Linked DNA regions of Mus musculus: region 2 is linked to region 1. The links are chromatin contacts, called in public HiChIP or PLAC-seq maps. All regions are on one chromosome and are shown on one strand. The core of a region is the stretch at or near the end of the contact, and the rest is flanking DNA. Distances in the headings are between cores, read along the strand shown.

The links. HiChIP or PLAC-seq counts read pairs in DNA pulled down with a chosen protein or histone mark.
Region 2: an H3K4me3 HiChIP or PLAC-seq map of embryonic basal ganglia shows a contact between it and region 1, with 2.9 times the contacts expected there. The contact joins the promoter of Prdm12 here to the enhancer-like site in region 1. A contact is called at or near these places in 1 of 39 promoter capture datasets (hematopoietic stem and progenitor cells), 13 of 115 datasets of contacts at active chromatin or transcription factors (embryonic basal ganglia, embryonic forebrain, embryonic hindbrain and 8 more) and 3 of 9 other capture datasets (adipose tissue, liver and pancreatic islet).

Annotation. Positions count from the first base shown.
Region 1 is chr2:31,457,895-31,462,557 of GRCm38.p6, forward strand. Hmcn2 (hemicentin 2) reads left to right here. Exons shown (of 98, transcript NM_001370902.1): 95 at 1-159; 96 at 790-909; 97 at 1,187-1,313; 98 at 2,156-2,844. The coding sequence ends at 2,501. Among named protein-coding and RNA genes, the nearest start is that of Ass1, 10 kb to the right of the region's middle. Within about 2 kb of position 2,562, at least 137 of the 459 cell types and tissues checked have an H3K27ac peak or open chromatin away from gene starts, as enhancers often do. A contact at or near this core is called in embryonic basal ganglia, fetal liver and liver, where this site is marked.
Region 2 is chr2:31,637,949-31,642,611 of GRCm38.p6, forward strand. Prdm12 (PR domain containing 12) reads left to right here and starts at 2,089. Exons shown (of 5, transcript NM_001123362.1): 1 at 2,089-2,373; 2 at 4,255-4,445. The coding sequence starts at 2,151.

The sequences.
Region 1 (4,663 bases), core at 1,312-3,811:
ACCGGAGCCCATTTGGGCCCTGGCTGCGGTCTCGGGTACCCAGGCCCAGTAGTTCCTACCACACCTGGGTCTCCCTCCGGCCTGGTTCTGGGGCCCTGAATAGTGTGGGCCGGGCCTGGTGCCCACCTGGCTTCATAAGGCAGGATGGCGTGTGTGCAGGTAAGGCAGGCCTTAGGCACACACACTGTGGTCCTGGGCTCTTAGGCTGGGCGTGGATCTGGGCAAACTCAGAAACCCAGCACTCACGGGCAAAGTGGGGTGGAGGCAGGGGAAATTCTGCAAGTGAGGGGCAGCACTGTGGCTGTGCGGATGGACAAAGGGGATCCCAAGAGAGAGACTGGGGTGATATTCAAACCGTTTGTCTTTGGGATGTTTTTAGGAGGCCCTCCTAAAATGATGCCTGAGGAACCTCCTGCCCCCCACTCCATTAAGAAACACTGCTCTTGAGGGAGGGAAGTTTGCGGGGCTGTGAAAGAATATTCCAGTTAGGCACAAAGCTATAAAGAGGGACTGTAGGAGCAGAGGGTACAGGTCTGTAACCTGTGGACCCTGTGGAAGCTGGGCTGGCTGCAGAGGGGATGGACTCTGTCAGTAGAGTGGCCCCTGTTCTTGCCTTGGTGATGGCTCCCACTCTTCACCAGCCAGAGACTCCTCCTGCAGCAGGCCTGGGTGAAGCAGGCAGGGGAGGGGTTGCCTGGAGCAGAGAGCTTCCCTGACCGGTCTCAGAGCACATGGCCATCCGGCAATCTGACTCAGCATCTCTCTGCCCTCTGTCCCCACCTGGACCAGACCTTGATGAGTGCCGTGTTAGGAGCCTGTGTCAGCATGCCTGCCAAAACACAGAGGGTAGCTACTATTGCCTGTGCCCCTCTGGCTACCGCCTCCTTCCCAGCGGGAAGAACTGCCAGGGTGAGCCAGCCAGAGCCAATCCACACCTCTCCCAGGATTAGGGACACACAAGTTCTGCTGTGTGTCCCTGGGCTATTCCATCTGAACCTTACCCATGATAGGAGGAAGTCCCTCCAAGCCATCCCCTCCAAGACATGCCCCTGGGAGATGGAGAGGTGTTGGGGAGGGTCTCTCCTTGGGGCTCTGCCTCAGAAAGCTGGTCTCTTTCACACGGCCTCCTCTGGTCTCCCTCTCCCCTGTTCTATCTTCCCATCTCCTACCGCACCCTACCGCCCAGACATCAACGAGTGTGAGGAAGATGGCATCGAGTGTGGGCCTGGCCAGATGTGCTTCAACACCCGAGGCAGCTTCCAGTGTGTAGACACGCCCTGTCCTACCACCTACCGGCAGGGCTCCAGCCCCGGGTAAGGAGGGGCCAAGCTGTCGGAGGTACAGGGGCGGGCACATGAGTACAGGGCTTTTTCTCCAGCTTGCCCATGCCTGGACACCCACACACACACACACACACACCCACACACACACACACACACACACACACACACACACACACACACATTCAGGAAGGCACCTCAAGGCAAGGGGAAGTTGCCCTGCCAGACATCCTGGGCCAGAGCTACGTGCTGGGACACCTGGGACACCTGTACCCAAGCAGGGACAAACTTGGCTCCATGCCACTACATGGTGTGTGCTCTCTGGGACACCCCTCCCCTGTACAAACATAACCTCAGACAGAAAGCACCTCCAAACATAGGAATTGGGGAACTCTCACAAACTCCAGGACTCAGCACACTATGTTCATTAAGAGGCACCAGGACCTCAGGACCTAGGGAAGGCTTCTGGACCAGACCTTACAAAGGGGAGTGAAGCAGGCGGTGGGGGAGACTCTGACAAGGCTGAACAAGAGTCTTTGAACCTCTCCTGCCCCTGGGAGTGCAGACATATGACTCAGTCCCTAGGCTCCTCACTTCTAGGCCCCTCTCAGTGAACCTAAGCGTCTGAGTTTTATCGTGTTGTGTGTTTGCTGAGCTACCCTGGGCTTTGGGCAAGGAAAGGAAAAGAGGTGGGGGGCGGGGGGAAGACATGCTAAAGGGGAGGAAAACCTCTGTTTGGCTTCTCTGGGCCTCAGTTTGTGGATCTCTGAAATGAACTAACAGGGGCATATGCAGGCAAGGTATTTGGGGAGCTTGGGGATGAGCTGGGGGTGCACCGGATGGCGGCCCAACGAGCTTGTCTGTGTCACCCTCAGGACCTGCTTCCGCCGCTGCTCTCAGGACTGCAGCGCCAGCGGCCCGTCTACACTGCAGTACCGCCTGCTGCCGCTGCCCCTCGGCGTGCGCGCCCACCACGACGTGGCCCGCCTGGCCGCCTTCTCCGAGGCTGGCATCCCTGCCAACCGCACGGAGCTCACCGTGCTGGAGCCCGACCCACGCAGCCCCTTCGCTCTCCGCCAGCTACGCGCTGGACAAGGCGCGGTCTACACCCGCAGAGCGCTCACCCGCGCCGGGCTCTACCGCTTGACTGTGCGCGCAGCGGCACCCCGCCACCAGAGCGTCTACATCCTGCTAATCGCAGTGTCGCCTTACCCGTACTGAGGCCAGAGCTGCAGATCCACCCTGACCTCGCAGAGAGGAACAGAGTGGCCCTTGCCCATGACACCTACAGTGACAGAGAACATCCTCTTCTCCCGCCCCCGTGCGTCAGTGAGATCTTTGGTAAACACTGCTGTGCGCAGAGCCTTGACCCCAGGGCAGAGACCGCTGCCCCTTTGATGGCAAAGCCAATGGGTCAGGCCTGAGTCCCGTCTTTCCTCAGATCTCAGCGGGGAGCTGGGCAAGATCTCAGTGGTCCAGGACAGACCCAGTAGGGGTGGAAGCGACTGGCACTGTCCTGACCACATGGAATGTGTATAGTATAAAAAAAATTTTTTTTTACTGACTTGATGTCTTTGCTGAGTTATTTTATCTTACTGAGGAGGGGCCTGGGAGGAGCCTGGGAGGGACCAGTGCTGCTATGATCTGAGCTGCTGGGTCAGCAGACCTACATCCTTAGGAATCATAAGGCTCTGTCCCTGGCTAGGATGTTTGGTGTAAAACAGAGCAGTAAGGCAGAATCGTCTTTCGTCCCCGTAGTGATGCGGGAGAATTACTGAGAACTAAATGTTCTTCATAGACACCGACGGGTGGTACCAAAACCACTGTATATTAATTCTCAAGAACAATTTAAAATTGCCAGGGATGGTGGCACACACCCTTAATCTCAGTACTAGAGAAGTAGAGGCAGCAGAGTCCAGAGTTTAAGGTCATCGTGGCTGATAGCCAGCTCCAGATTAGCCAGGACTACAAGAGGCCCTGCCTCAAAACGATAGCACAAGAACCCTGCTTCCTAGTGCCTGCTGCCCTTCTGTTTCTCCCTTGGCCCTTGTCTAAGTGGCAGGCACACCAGTGACTCTATTTCTTGGTTATTGGTGAATCTTGCCACTAGAACATGAGGCCTTGAGCCCCAGGTTGGTTTTACAGTTTCTTCTGGCTGGCGCCTAAAGAGGGCTCCCTTTATCTTTGGCCAGTGGGTGAATGAATTAGCTTACTTAAAAAATGAAAACTTTAAAAAAATGTAAAATAAATAAATAAATAAATAAAATTTTAAAAAAAAAGAAAACTTAGAAATGTTCATTGCAAAAGGACTAGGTGATTTTATGTCTGTGGGATGTTACAGGGACCAGCTGAGGACTTGACATCATTGGGAAATGTGCTTGCCTAGCGAATGCAAGCTTGATCCCTGCAACCCCTGTACTGGCATGGGGGCCCCAGCTTGTAACACCAGCACTGAGGAGACAGAGGCAGGTCGATCCTTGCCAGTCAAGTGAGTGCTCCCATGGCTGGGAGAGGCTCTGTTTCAAAGATTAGAAAAGTGCTTGCCATCCATAGCCTGAGTTTGGTCTCTAGATCCCAGGGTAGGAGGAGAGAACCCACCCCAAGAGATGTCCTCTGAACTGTGCAGAGGCGCCATGACACCCAAACACCCCTCCCAAATAATAATAATAATAATAATAATAGCAATAATAATATTTAAAAAGTGGACAGTGTCCCCAGGGAATACCCATGTTTGCACACATACAAACATGCACATATGTATGCAAGGCAGATGCATGGGAGTGGAAGAGGGGCAGGAAATGGGGCAGCGTAAGGTAAAAGAAATAGAGATATGGTTAGATATGAGATATAAATGCCAGAGAGCTGGGGCAGTATCTAACAGGATTGGGACTGAGTAGATTCCAGATGCTCTTACCCCCTCCCGAGAGAGAGAGAGAGAGAGAGAGAGAGAGAGAGAGAGAGAGAGATCATTATATATAAACCCAGTCAGCCTCCATATCGAATGGAGCTAAGCTGCAACTCCAACGCCTCTGAGGCAGTTCTTAACAGGCTGGTGGAAGTAGACCTCACTGGACAGGTGACCTTTGAGCAGATACCTGATAAAGGGATGGGGGAGGGAGGGAGGGATCGAGCTGTGGGAACGGCAGGGGGTCGAGGTCCTGAAAGGGAAAGAGTCTAGCAGTAGAGGAGGGGATTGCTCAGGAAAAGTGAGGGGAGCCTCGGGAAGTTCCTGTGGGGTCTCTGGGATGGGTCGGGGATGTGGCTTTGTGTGCTGGGGGGACTGGGCACCCTGGGTGCTGGAGGGACTGGGCGCCCTGGGTGCTGGAGGGACTGGGCGCCCTGGGTGCTGGATGGAGGGACTGGGCGCCCTGGGTGCTGGATGG
Region 2 (4,663 bases), core at 839-3,338, 180 kb after region 1:
GCCGGCAGCCCTTGCTCCTCTGCAGCGCTGCCCTCTGCTGGCGCCCTGCCCGTTGGTCCCTCTCCCGGCCCGGTACACCCACTCTCCACTGGGCTCCAGAGGTTCTGCTTCGGAAGACTTCCTATCGCCGGCTTGGCGCTTTAGTCTCCCGCCTGCCGGGCTGAGGATGCCAGACCACTGGCTCCGACTAGGGCTTATATAGACCTGGGATCCCATGGTTGCCAAGAGCGAGGCAAGCTTAGCTCTGAGGAGCTGGTGATGGAAAGGGTTCTTTTCCTAGCGGCATTAGAATCTGATTCGTGGGTCAAATCTCAGTCCCGAGCTGCCAGCGCTATCCACGCCCAAGTCACAGGGCTTCGAAGGCCTGAAGAGTCTTCACTGTACAGTGGAGCCCTAACACGGGAACTCACACAAACCAGCCTCCAGGGCTGCGGAACTTTCCTTTGCGTCACCTGAAATTGCAGCGGGAGTAGGGGAGGGGGCTCTGAGGACTTAGGCTGTTGAGTGAGGTGTGCCCAAAGCCGCTCCAACGTTTCTGGAGCTGAAGGTGTGGGGGCAGTCTTAAGGCTATCCAGGAGACTTCGGTGCACACAGGAAGCCGTGATCTTCCCGACTTAGCAACTGTTTCTGAAGAGGTGTGGAGCTGGCTCCCAGGTACCTTGGAAAGACTATACAGAATCCACTGGAGGAGGGGGAGAGCGGGAAGGGGGAAGGAAGGAAGAGAAAGGAGCCAGGAAAGAAAGAATCATCATTAAGAGACCAAAAAGAAAGAGGAACGTCTGGTGGCTTCCTAGGTTGAAATCCCAGTAGACTGATTCCAAAGCAGGGCCCAGCAGATGGCTTTGCCCTGGGCCGTCCGCAATTTCAGAGGCATTTTGGGTGTCTGCAATTCCCATCTTGCATTGCTCTAGGGTATTCCACAGATGTGAGTATCTGATGACCTTTCAATACTCCCCACCCCAACTTAGTACTCCTAGGGCTGGTAACCTTTCTATGGTAGGTGAGATCCAGCCCCGACGGCGACTCCTCAGCAGCCCTCTGTGCTGGTGACGGAAGTTTTACACTGGCTGTGCGCAGCGAGCAGAGCTCTTGGGGAGCCCGTTTAGGACGAAGCGCCCGCTTGGGTAGCGCTGCCAGCGCAAGAGATCTGCATCTCCCAAGCTGTCCGGGTTGCCACCGCAGCTTAAGGAGTGAAGCCTCTAAAGAGCAGAGGGTGTGGGACGAAGGAGAGGTGGGGATCGGACAGAGTACTGGGCTTGGTTAAGGAGATAGGCAAAGCACCGGCAGCTCTGGGAGTGGCCCGCAGAGCTAGGAAGGTGAAGGCCTAGCTTGGGATCCACAGTGATCAAGGATCTTGCTTAGCCCGGGTGAGCATGGGGACCCGCGGGGTTTGCAGCCATACGCCCCCTCTTTCTCAGTCTAGTCCCGGGAGTAAAGGCAAGCCTCGCTGCGCAGCATCCCCTACTTCAACACCCGTCCCCCCCCACCCCCCTTCCTCGCTCCGGGCCGCGAGTTGAGCCTCCCTCCCTGCCTGGAGCTTCCCACGGGGAGAAGAGGAGGAGGGGGAGGAGGAGGAAGGCTGGGGGGAGGGAGGAGCAGAGGGAGACTATTCTGAGCGGTCCGCACGCTGCCCCCGCCCCTCGCGCTGTCGGTGAAGGCTCCTTCGAGCCTGGCCGGGTACAAGTCTGTCCTTCGACGTCAGGGGGTCATTAATAACCAATTAGGAGGGTCACTGCAGCTCCTATAAAAGAGCTGAGATTTTGCTAAGGGGAGGACGGTCCTGGCTGGGTGTATAGAAGGCTAGTGGGAAACCGAGAGTCCTTGGTCGTTGTCTCTCTACAGCCACCCGCCGCCCACCCTTCCCGCACCCCTCCTGGTATCCACCCTTGTCTCCACCCGCGGACTTCCAGCCCTCCGTGCTGCCTCTGCCATCTCTGCAGATTTTGTGAATCTCCGGTTTGGCTCCCTGTCTTCCCAGCCATCTCTTGCCACGCACTCCCCAGTGCACCCTCCTCCTGCTCCTCTTCCTCCTCCTCCCTCGTGTTGTGTCACCCTCCTCTCCTTTCATTCCTTTGACCCCTCTTCGTTGCCCACCTCTCCGGAGTCCACCTAGCCGTCCTTCGGCGCCCGCGGCGAGCCCTCCGCCGCCCATGATGGGCTCTGTGCTCCCAGCTGAGGCCCTGGTGCTCAAAACAGGGCTGAAGGCTCCGGGGTTGGCGCTGGCAGAGGTCATCACCTCCGACATCCTGCACAGTTTCTTATATGGCCGATGGCGCAACGTGCTAGGCGAACAGCTGCTGGAAGACAAGAGCCACCACGCCAGCCCAAAAACGGCCTTCACGGCCGAGGTCCTGGCGCAGTCCTTCTCAGGAGGTGAGTGTGCCGTCGGGGCTCCACTCCTTCGCTCTTCCTGGCTACCCCCAATTCTCAGGTTAGCGGCACGGGTCCAGATGGGGAACACAGGGGCTGGGGCTGCCGCTCCCAGCCAGGATGCGCTCTCCCTAATCAGCGCACCTCAGTTTTTTCGTGGGTCCAACCTGGGTTGCAACGGCCTCATGGAAGCAGAGAAGAGGCATGTAGGAATGCAGGAGGCTCAGGGACCAGATCCCAACGACCGGAGCGACTTACCTCGGTCAGCCCGGGCTCTCCTGTGTCGTCTCTCCCCACCCCATCCTCCAGCCTGGAGCTGGCGGTTTCCTGGCATTAAAAGCCTTACTGGGCGTGTAATAGCAGTTGACTCAAAAAGAAGGGGTTTTAAATTCATTTGGTTAACTTGGGCTTGACCCGCGAAAGTTCCCACTTAAACCACAAACTTTAAAAGACAGCCGGGGCCGGGAAGGGGCGGAGGGCGGGCAGGCCGGAGAGAAAAAGCCGCAGAGAGCGAGGGAGAGAAAGAGAGCGAAGAAAGTTTCTTTTCTTTAAGATGTCTCAAGTTCTTATTCCTCATTCGTCACCCCGCAAACAATATCTTTCCCCAGCGCTGGCGTCTCTGAGCGACGCCCTCTCTTCCCCTTTAAGATCGCTGTTCCTCTCTTAATTTACCGTGAAGACTAATTCCACTTCCATTCACGCTATGTCAACCATCTAATCCTGCCTTTTTGTAAGGGGAATTCCTCGGCCCCTTTTAAACAAGTCCCCTCCGCATTGAGATACAATTTACTGCTACAGCTTTCTTCCAGGGCTAATGAATTTAGAATTAGCAATTTCTTTCGAATGGAACCGAATGAATGCGATCACTTTAACAGCGTGACAAATTGCCGGCCGCTCCGCAATGGACACCGTTTAACCCCCCCTTTCAGCCGGCCGGCTCGCCGGGTATTTTCCCAGGTAGCTTAGAGGGGAACCTTGTAAGACATGGAGGCCGCCCCTGTGTGCCTCAACGCTCCCACCCCTGCCGCAGAGGCCCCACCGGGGATCCTCTCGGGGTTAGGGACCGCTGGTTCTTCCTCGCCCATTAAAACGACTTCAGAGCTCGCCTGATCCGGGTGCCGCCCTTTCTGGCACTCTAGAACTTGGGAGGAGAGAGGTATACTGGCGTGCCAGGGAAGATCACGGGGGAGGGGTGTGTGTGTGTGTGTGTGTGTGTGTGTGTGTGTGTGTGTGTGTGTGTTGCCTCAGAGTTTAGTGAGTAGAAGCAAGTGTTTCTTTTGCGCGGGTGCCACCTTTCAAACTAGGGATCTGTCCCCAGTGCTGATCGAGTCCAGGAGACACGCAGTGAACTCAGAGTCACCGGCTGAAGAGCTAGGAACAAGACTTAGTGTCCCGGGTTGGACGATACCTCTTCACCAGACCCGGCCTCAGTTTCCCTGTCTGTAAACACAAAGTGGTTTCAGTAGTTCCTAAGTTTTTCCGCGATGGAAGACCGGTGAAGGTTGTGGATGTTTGGAGAATTTGTGGAAAGACTTTTAAATGAGCTCTAAAAGCTGGTGATGTAGCTCGGCGGTGGCGGAGCGTTTCATGCGCAAGGGTTTAGGTTCGATCCCCAGTAACTCTCCGCCCACAAGAAAAATAAAAGAACCATCATGCACCGCTTGCGTTTAGAGGGCACCGAGGGTCCTGGGTTGTAAAATGAGGTTGAACCTCTGCAAGTAGGCCTACAAAGCGCCATTGGAGAGATTTGCCACTGGAGAGAGTTGGGGCTGCTTGTGCTCGCAGGCGCGAAGCAGGGCAAGAAGCAGGGCAAGAGCGCATCCGGGATGGGAAGGGCAGGGCCATCTCTGCGCAGATATGACCGCCTTCCTCTAATCCTCGCAGAGGTGCAGAAGCTATCTAGCCTGGTGCTGCCGGTGGAAGTGATTATCGCTCAGAGTTCCATCCCAGGCGAGGGCCTTGGCATCTTCTCCAAGACGTGGATCAAGGCAGGCACGGAGATGGGCCCCTTCACTGGCCGCGTCATTGCCCCAGAGCATGTGGATATCTGCAAAAACAACAACCTCATGTGGGAGGTAGGCGGGAGCTTTGGAAAGGGATTCCAGTTGGCAGGTGGGTTGTATCCACTGGCGGCAGAAAGGAACTCTGTCTGGCCCCTGCCAGAGCTTCAGTTCTCCCTAGGAGCTGTAGATGCTGGAGTTTGTACATTCCCTGGGAGTAAGACTCCCAAGGCCTGGAGCTTTCTCTGCCAAAGGTTCTTTCTCTTTTACCTGTTTTGGGAAATGTCCGAGTG